Linked DNA regions of Mus musculus: all the other regions are linked to region 3. A link is a contact called in public HiChIP or PLAC-seq and promoter capture Hi-C data. All regions are on one chromosome and are shown on one strand. Each heading gives the region's core, a stretch centred on a gene start, on an enhancer-like site or on the middle of the called end of the contact. The rest is flanking DNA. Distances are from core to core; before and after follow the strand shown. Region 1 holds the start of Lrrc8c (leucine rich repeat containing 8 family, member C). Region 2 holds the start of Ephx4 (epoxide hydrolase 4). Region 3 holds the start of Barhl2 (BarH like homeobox 2).

What was found. Promoter capture Hi-C pulls out the DNA fragments that hold promoters and counts their contacts. HiChIP or PLAC-seq counts read pairs in DNA pulled down with a chosen protein or histone mark.
Region 1: a contact with region 3 is called in an H3K27ac HiChIP or PLAC-seq map of embryonic stem cells, with 2.4 times the contacts expected there. The contact joins the promoter of Lrrc8c here to the promoter of Barhl2 in region 3.
Region 2: a promoter capture Hi-C map of embryonic stem cells shows a contact between it and region 3. The contact joins the promoter of Ephx4 here to the promoter of Barhl2 in region 3. A contact is called at or near these places in 3 of 39 promoter capture datasets (embryonic stem cells and liver), 1 of 484 Hi-C or Micro-C datasets (embryonic stem cells) and 2 of 9 other capture datasets (adipose tissue and embryonic stem cells).

Annotation. Positions count from the first base shown.
Region 1 is chr5:105,518,175-105,520,874 of GRCm38.p6, reverse strand. Lrrc8c (leucine rich repeat containing 8 family, member C) reads right to left here and starts at 1,404. Exons shown (of 4, transcript NM_133897.2): 1 at 1,245-1,404.
Region 2 is chr5:107,402,140-107,404,839 of GRCm38.p6, reverse strand. Ephx4 (epoxide hydrolase 4) reads right to left here and starts at 1,327. Exons shown (of 7, transcript NM_001001804.2): 1 at 1,065-1,327. The coding sequence starts at 1,289. All of the region lies in intron 3 of Gm17202 (a long non-coding RNA gene), which reads left to right.
Region 3 is chr5:106,456,841-106,459,574 of GRCm38.p6, reverse strand. It overlaps Barhl2 (BarH like homeobox 2), which reads left to right and starts at 1,409. Exons shown (of 3, transcript NM_001005477.1): 1 at 1,409-2,349. The coding sequence starts at 1,734. It overlaps Gm33151 (a long non-coding RNA gene), which reads right to left and starts at 983. Exons shown (of 2, transcript XR_389476.3): 1 at 687-983; 2 at 1-132.

The DNA of each region.
Region 1 (2,700 bases), core at 155-2,654, 940 kb after region 3:
TGGTTTAAAATTACTCGTATTCCCCTGTCGCCCAAGTGGCATCTTAATGTCAGTCCACTCTACATCCTTGTCCAAGCTTCAGCAAAGCACTGCATACTCGGCAGAAATGTGACCGTTAGCTAAGGCCACACTTCATATGCTACTGCAGTCTGTAGATGTGAAACAGCACCTCTAAAGGGTAATAAGGCTCTATGAGCCAAACCTGGACACTCCCACAAAGATCAATTAGTCTTATTTTTCACTTTAAGGAGGATGGGAGCCCAAAAATGTTTCCTAACTAATTTGTTGCGAGTTTAAAAATACTTAAGGAGTTGGAAACTCAGTAAAGCTCTGCCCTCAACCTCTAATAAAACATCCGCATTAAGCATGGGGACTAGATGTGGGCTGAGCCGTTGCAAAGAAAGGTAACTTGAAGGATTTTAAAATAACTGAAATCTGATGTACACAGCCAAGTGTTGGGGGAGGGAAACATTAGCTGCTGGAAAAAAAGAAAGGCTTTGGCGTCTATAGAGCACACCCTGAGGCTCCCAAGGGGCTAACTCCATCCCAAACACCTCTACGCTGGAGAAGAGAGAGAGAGAGAGAGAGAGAGAGAGAGAGAGAGAGAGAGAGAGAGAGAGCCTGCTAGCCTGCTAGGGTCAGTTTGGGATGAAGGCAGAAATCCTGGCCGCAGTTGCTGGCCTAGACACCTGGCCTCCAGGGTCTTAGGATGCAGAGCAGCCCCCTCCGGCCCCTCTGGACTTGCAGGTGAGCGGACTAGTGCTCACTGGATCTCTGTGTAGACCTTCGATTTCCCCCTCCTTCCTCAAAAAGTGTAACTTCAGGCATCTTCCAGGGAGGAGAGGGGGTTGGGGAGAAGAGCAGAAAAAACAGGCCCCAGCATCTCCGGGGGTTTTGAAGGTAGGGAAGGAGAATGGCCATCCCTGCAGCAACCGCGTTTTCTCCTAGTACGCCCCTCCCCCAGTCCCCAGAACCTAGCGGCCAGGCTGTACTGGGCTCCCGGCTGGGGGTCCCTGGCGCGGACGCCAGGGCCCGCGTGGGTTGGGTGGGGTTGGGGTTAGCGGGATCCCCGAACCGCACGCTGAGTAGGCGACCACAATGTGCCTGTCCCAGAGCCCTGGGGAAGCAGGGTCACGAACGAGGGAGGGTGGACGGGTCCAGGCTGGGGCGCGCCCAGAGAACCGAGGCTAGTGGCAGGGTGCTGGCCGTCCCTCTCCATCCCTCCGCGGGTCCCCGGCACTTACCTCTGGGGGCGAGGGTATCCGCAGAAAAGGATGCCAGGGCGCGGCGAGCTGTGTCCGGGTTGGGCTCAGCGGCGGCAAGCGACCGCGGCGTCGCTGCTCATGGCTTGTCGCGCTCAGAGTGCTGCGGCCACGGCCGCGGCGGCGCCTCGGTCCTCGTCTTCTTCGCGGGCTCTGAGCCGGGACGCAGCTAACGCCCCAGCTCCGCAGCCCTGTTCCTCCTCCCCGGTGCCTCCCCGCCTGCAAGCGGAGCCGCCTCCAGCGCCGCCCCGCGCGCCGCCTGGCCCGCGGCAGCCAGCGCCGCCCAGCGCCCAGCCCCGGGGTCGCCGTCGGCTGCCGAGCCGCCGCCGCGGTGCCAGCCCCGCTGTGACGCAGGCAGCGATGCCCGGGAACTTCCTCCTCTGCCGAGACCACCAGGCGTCCAGGGCAGGCGGGCCCGCGCTGGGCGGGCCCCGGGTTCCCCACCGGGAAATCAAGCCTCTCCGCGGCTGGATGATTCCGCTGCTCAGAGCTGCCTACCTGGTTGGCACAGCAGGGAAGATCGGTCCTCTGCCTCCTGTGTGCAACCCTAACAATGCCAAAAAGCGGGTGGTTTCTGTGAGCCCGCCATCCGCTCTTACACCGCAGCTCCTCCCTGGGCTAAGTTGAAGCAGAGCGGCTGCTGCTAAAAATAGCCCTCCTGGGAACTCCCAGAGGGTCAGGTTGGAGATAACCCCTCCCCAGAGAATGAAAGGTCCAGGAAGCGGGTGGAGAGGGGGCGGTGGTATATATGAGGGGAACAGGGAAGAACGAAAAAAATCCGATGCCCGTAGTTTACAAAGCCTTAAGACCCTGGGCAACCTCAATCCCATTGACCAGCTGGCAGGAGTCCCTCGTTACTGGACCCTGCAAGATGGGCTTCTGGGCTTTGAGCAGCAGGTGCCGTTCCATATGAAAGCTCCGCCTACGATTTTGTGTGGGCAGAGGTGGGGATCGTGTGTGTGTGTGTGTGTGTGTGTGTGTGTGTGTGTGTGCAAAAGAGTTAACAATGTGCCCCGAACCACCTGTTGTTTAGACGATGTAGGGGAGGGATTCTCTCCCAGCCATTGATCTGAGCCTTGGGTTTGTCTGCCTATCTCTCTGCCCAATTATAGTTTAAAAGCACAAACTAGCATCTTGAAAGCTGGCATCTCCCTAAAAAGAAAAATTGCCTATTGGGGGAAAAAGTGCAGATAAGATCACTGTAGCAGTCGAGAGAGAGAGAGAGAGAGAGAGAGAGAGAGAGAGAGAGAGAGAGAGAGAGAGAGTTTGTCAGTAACCAGCTGGCTGTCCTCAGAGCACTTGACGCAGATAAAGAATTACTCTGCCCTGGCAGTCTGGGAGAGACAGAAGAGGACAAAAACGGGCAGCCAGCAGCCATTAACTAGTTTGTGTGCTCCTGCATGGTGAGTTTATAGAAGACAATCATTTTCCAAGCCAT
Region 2 (2,700 bases), core at 78-2,577, 950 kb before region 3:
ACCAGATTGGATTTAATAAAGATTTTATCGCACTGGGTATATGCCAGGTTGATAATTATAATGATGAATTATAAATTATACTAAGTTATAGGTCCGTTGGCCTATGTTTTCTTCTCTTTTTCTTTGTGGTTCTCTTCCTCCTCCTCCTCCTCCTCCTCCTCTCCTTCTTCTCGAAACATGAACATACTTAATTCTCACATCAGTTTCAGGCTCCTTTTGCCTTTCTGAATCCCAGTTGCTGGGGAGTTTAGCTGCTGATTAAACGTCAGGCAGGACTCAGTAACACAAATATCTCCTTGTATGTTGCCTTTGAAAGGCTTGTGAGTCAGACTGTAGGTCGTATCACAGAGACTGTATCACTCCACCACCTGGCATCAGGAAATAGACCGTCTGTGGGCTGTGACAGAAGCTTGGACGAGGACGGACAATGAAAATCTGTTGGCACGGTTGACACTTTTATTTAAGCACAGAGAATGGAGCTTTATTAAGAAGTGGGTACCTACTTTGTATTCCATTCTCTCCTATTTTTGACTTTTTGCACCTACTTCCTTCCTCACAAACACAAACCATTTCTTATCCTTTAGTGCTGCCTAGGTCATCTGAGATTAGAAATGACTTTCCAAAGAACTGTCCACTCCCTCCATCTCAAAATCTGGACAGCAGGGCACCGCCAGGAGCATTATCCTGCAACTGATCTGAGCCCTAAAAGGCAAAAAAGGTAACAGGAGATAGCTTCTCCTTGCAGTAGGAGAGGGAGCAGAATTATTCTGAGTTGCTTCAGCAGGAGGAGGATCCAGTTAGAGAAATTTCACGTTCTGAAACACGCACCTCCCCCCCTCCACACACACACATAGGTTAAGGAGAGAGTGGAAAGCCATGATACTGACCCGCGGAACAGCCCCTGGCCAGGTCCCTCCTGCCTCCCCCTGGGGTCCTCCGGGTGCCCGCAGCCATCGGGACGCATCTAGGAACAATCGGCCCGGCGCCCTAGGCACCGCGGCTTCCAGGGCTCCCCACCCGCGTCCCTCTCCCTCCCCTGTCTCCAGGCCCGCGTCGGCCTTCACCTTGATGCGCACGTAGCAGTGAGTCCCTAAGGAGGGGTCGTTCAGGCACGCCGGAGGGTTGGCCCGGGCCGCCCGGCGGAAGGTCTGCGCCGGCGCCCTACCGATGCTCCACAAAAGTTTGAGCAGGTGGACGGAGGCGCACAGCCCGCAGTAGCCGTACACCAGGGACCAGTAGAGCAGGGCGCGCAGCGCGGGCAGCAGGCGGGGCGGGCGCGGCGGGGCCATGGGCGCCTGCGGGAGCCGAGCTGCGGCGTCCCTCCCGCGCCCGCCCGCTCGCCCCGCACACGCCGCGCGCCCGGGCCTCGGGGACCGCGCAGGGCGAGGCCCGGGCTGTCCTCCCGTGCCACGTCGCTAGAGCCGAGCGACATGAAGGCGACGCCGAACGCCATCCCCAGGTCCTGTCGAAGCTCCGGGCTCTGAACAGGTCCCAGCGCCCCGGTCCCAGAAGCCGCAGACCTTTTCCCGGATGTGAGAATCGCGGAGGGCGGGAGGGACTTTTGTACTGAACTGTGGTAATTATTTCTTCAGGTGGGCATCCCTAACACAATCTCTTACAGATATTAACTGTTTCTTAACTGAGTTCAAAGTTACCAAACACCCCAGCCAGAAAAAGCAAAAAGGCACTTTACACCAAGGCACAAGCAATCAATTAGCTTGTCCCTACCCTTAGCAAGGACTCCTCCCTCCTCCCTCTCTTCTTAATGTTCCCCTCCCCCTCCCTCCTCCCGCCCCCATTGGTGTAACTCTACAATAGTTTATCAGCCCTACCCCCACCCCGCCCCGTTAAGAAACATTCATTCTTCTTAGTCTTCCTTTACGTTCCTGTTTCCCTTCTCTTCCCTGACCTCCCTTGTGTGTGTGTGTGTGTGTGTGTGTGTCCGTCCGTCCGTCCGTCCGTCCTTCTAGAGATGCAGTTACAGGTGACTGTGCACCCCTCACCTCCGGAACTGAACTCAGGTCCTCTGAAAAAGCAGCCAGTACTCTTAACTGGTGAGCCATCTCTACTCATTCCTTCCATCTGAATAGCTTAGGGCTGTTATAAGTGTATCTACATAAAATGTTTCTGTGTGAACGTTTTTTTTTTCCTATTTCACCTAGAAATGAGACAGTGGGATAAGGTGGGTAAGTGTACCTTTGGCTTTCTGCGACAGAATCAAACTGGCTTCCAGAATGACTGCTCGGTGCTAGAGGTGTTGCTTAGAGCCTGGGTCCCATTCTTTAAAGCACTGTGTACTGAACTCTTAATTTCATTTGTTCCAGAGGTGCAGAGTGAACCCTTGATTCTCAATAAGAGGCACTATCTTCCGGAAGGAAGGAGCTGCCTGAGGGCAGAGCATGGGGGAGGGCAGCTGGGGAAGTGAATGTTTTAGAACAAAGTTTAATGACACATATGTCTGAATATGCCACAAAGGCTACCGCGTTATTACTGTTAATTACTGTTAAATAATGAATAAAAAGAATAAAGCCTACATTTATTTCCTAATGGCGAATAGTACCAGGCATCTTCTGTGTGATCACATGTCACTCAGCTATACTTTTCTCGACAAAGTGTCTATACAAATCTTCTGCTTGGTGTTGATCCCTGCCCCACCCCCATGGAAGCAGGGGTGGTGGGCCTGCATTCACTAGCTCTGGG
Region 3 (2,734 bases), core at 160-2,659:
TTCAACAAGAGACAGGTTGGAGACGTCCTGAAGAAAGAATGCAAGTTGATACCCTCCGACAAGGCGGCGTCACAGTCGCGTTCCAGGTCCCAAATGGATCGGCGGTGACTGTTTCCTTTCCAAAACCAAGGCCTGCCACAGTGGGGAGGGGATGGAAGCATTGGAGGGAGGAGCTGCGGGAGCTCAGGCTGCGGACCAGCCACCCAGTTCCCGCGGCCCCACAGCAGCCTGATGCCGCAGGGAACCACAGCTGCCCGCGCCGCTGGAGAACGCCTCGCCCGGGGTTTTTCCCGGTTCGGGAGAAAGTGCTTGGCCCGGCATTTCTTCCAGCACAGGCTCTGACTGGAGACAAAGCGGGATTTGGAGCCAAAGGCCCGATCCTTCCCGACAGGGGGGTCAAAGATGTAGCCCCCCAGCTCAGTGCCTCTCCTGGATCTGCTACCCGGTTGGACCGAGCTGGAGCGCACCGGCTCCTGTGGGGAGAGTAGAGCTCAGACGTTGCAGGCCCACGCGGAGCTCTGGCTCTGGTGTCACACACTTCCCCGTGGGGTCCCTCAGCACCTCTATCCCCTGCTCCTCGTGTTTCCGCTCTGCTCAAGCGTGCTTGGGAACCGTGCGAGCGGGGCTGCGCTGCAGGCCACCGGGAGCCGCAGGATCCTTTTGCCCTTCGCGGCCTCTCCACTCACCCTCCAATCTGACTTAGCACGGGCACATCTAACGATCCGTACTGCTTCCCCGCTTCCCGCCCGGGGGCTCCCTTCTCCAGTGCCCTTCTGGTCTCTCCCCATCTCCCTGGCCGGGTACTCGTTACAGTGGGTACCACTTGGACCCCTGGAGTAGGCGTTGGGCTCAGGGCTGCGGGCGCACCGAGGTTCGGTTCTCAAAAGAGCAGCGGGGTTCGAGGCGCGCTGCTGACGGGCTGGCCAGGAGCGCGCCCATTGGCTCCCGGCACGCCGGCGTCGCTGGCTGGCGCGCAGCGGCCAATGGGGCGCGGGGCCCGGGCGGCGGGGGCGCGGGCGGGGAGCGGCGGCGGGGGCCGTGACGTCACGGGAGGGGGTCGGCGCCGCCCGCGAGCCCGCGGATGACAAGCCAACGCGCGGGGCAGCGGCGGGAGTCGCCGGGCGCCGCCTGTCCGCGGTCTCCTGCGCCCGCGCTTGCTCCTTCGCTGCTTCTCCTCCTCCCGGGGCGGCGGCGGCCGCGTTCGCTCCGCAACTTTCCAACAAAGTTCAGAAACTCGGCTCCGGGACTGCCGGGTCACGCACGGCGGTCACCTCCGGGACCGCCCGGCCTTAGCGGTCGCTGCACCTGCTCCGGCCGCCGCCGCCGCCGCCCGGGATCGGGCAGTGGGCAGACCCAGGCGGCGGCGGTGGCGGTGCAGGTGGCGGCGGCGGGGTTGCTCCAGCGGCCAGCATCTTAGTCTCGGTGCTGCTCTCCGCTGCCACCGCCCACGTGCGCGGTGGTCCAGCGGAGCGGAGCACACCTTCCCGCTTGTGGCATTTGGGGGCTTTCCCCTCAAATTTTTTTCTCTTTACTTTTTGTATAAGGGGGAAAAGTTGAGTCGAAAGTGCCCACCAATTGTCACCTCCCATTATCCTTCATTCCCTCCCCACTTTTTTTTTTTTTTAAAGCAGTGTCAACGCTTTTTAGTGTCTATTTTGTTTTACGATCGGTAGTTTCCCTTGCTTGGTCCCGGCGGCGGCTGATCCGCGGAGTAGCGTGGACCTCATGTAGAAATGACAGCAATGGAAGGGGCCAGCGGGTCGAGTTTTGGAATAGACACTATTTTGTCCGGTGCCGGTTCCGGGAGCCCCGGCATGATGAACGGGGATTTCCGATCGCTCGGTGAAGCGAGGACAACGGATTTTAGGAGCCAGGCCACCCCGTCACCCTGTTCGGAGATTGATACCGTGGGAACGGCGCCCTCTTCACCGATCTCGGTCACCCTGGAACCCCCGGAGCCGCATCTTGTGACAGACGGACCCCAGCATCACCATCACCTCCACCACAGCCAACAGCCGCCGCCACCATCCGCGGTCCCCGCGCAAAGTTTGCAGCCTTCGCCCCAACAGCAACCGCCGCCGCAGCCGCAGTCAGCAGCCCAGCAGCTGGGCTCGGCCGCCGCGGCCCCCAGGACTTCCACCTCTTCCTTTTTAATTAAGGACATCTTGGGAGACAGCAAACCCCTGGCGGCTTGTGCACCCTACAGCACCAGCGTTTCTTCTCCTCATCACACCCCGAAGCAGGAGAGCAACGCGGCACACGAGAGCTTCAGGCCAAAGCTTGAGCAGGAGGACGGCAAAACCAAGCTGGACAAGAGAGAAGACCCCCAGAGCGACATCAAATGCCACGGTGAGTTGCGCCGGAGCTGCCCGGGTCACTTGAGTGACCGCCGAAGGAGAGGGGCCTAGGCGTGCGATTTAGCGACGCACCTTAAGTTCTGTTGGTTACATTTCTGCCCCACAACCTTTGCGGCCATCCGGCTCCGTTCTTTGTTTTACTTAATTTTAAATGTGCTGGAGGAAGGTGGTAACTGAAGAGATAGGATGGGAGACACTTTTCGTTGAAAACAGAGGCTTACTTGGGATTTTTTTTTTTTCTTCTTTTAGCTGAGACCTTGGGAATGGGAGTGGGAAGGGGTGGAGAGAAGCTGGTAGCCAGTTGTGGTTGTCTAGGTCTGTGATCACAACTTGATGTTTATTTTTGAATGCAATACCACCCCAGTATTTTCCAAATG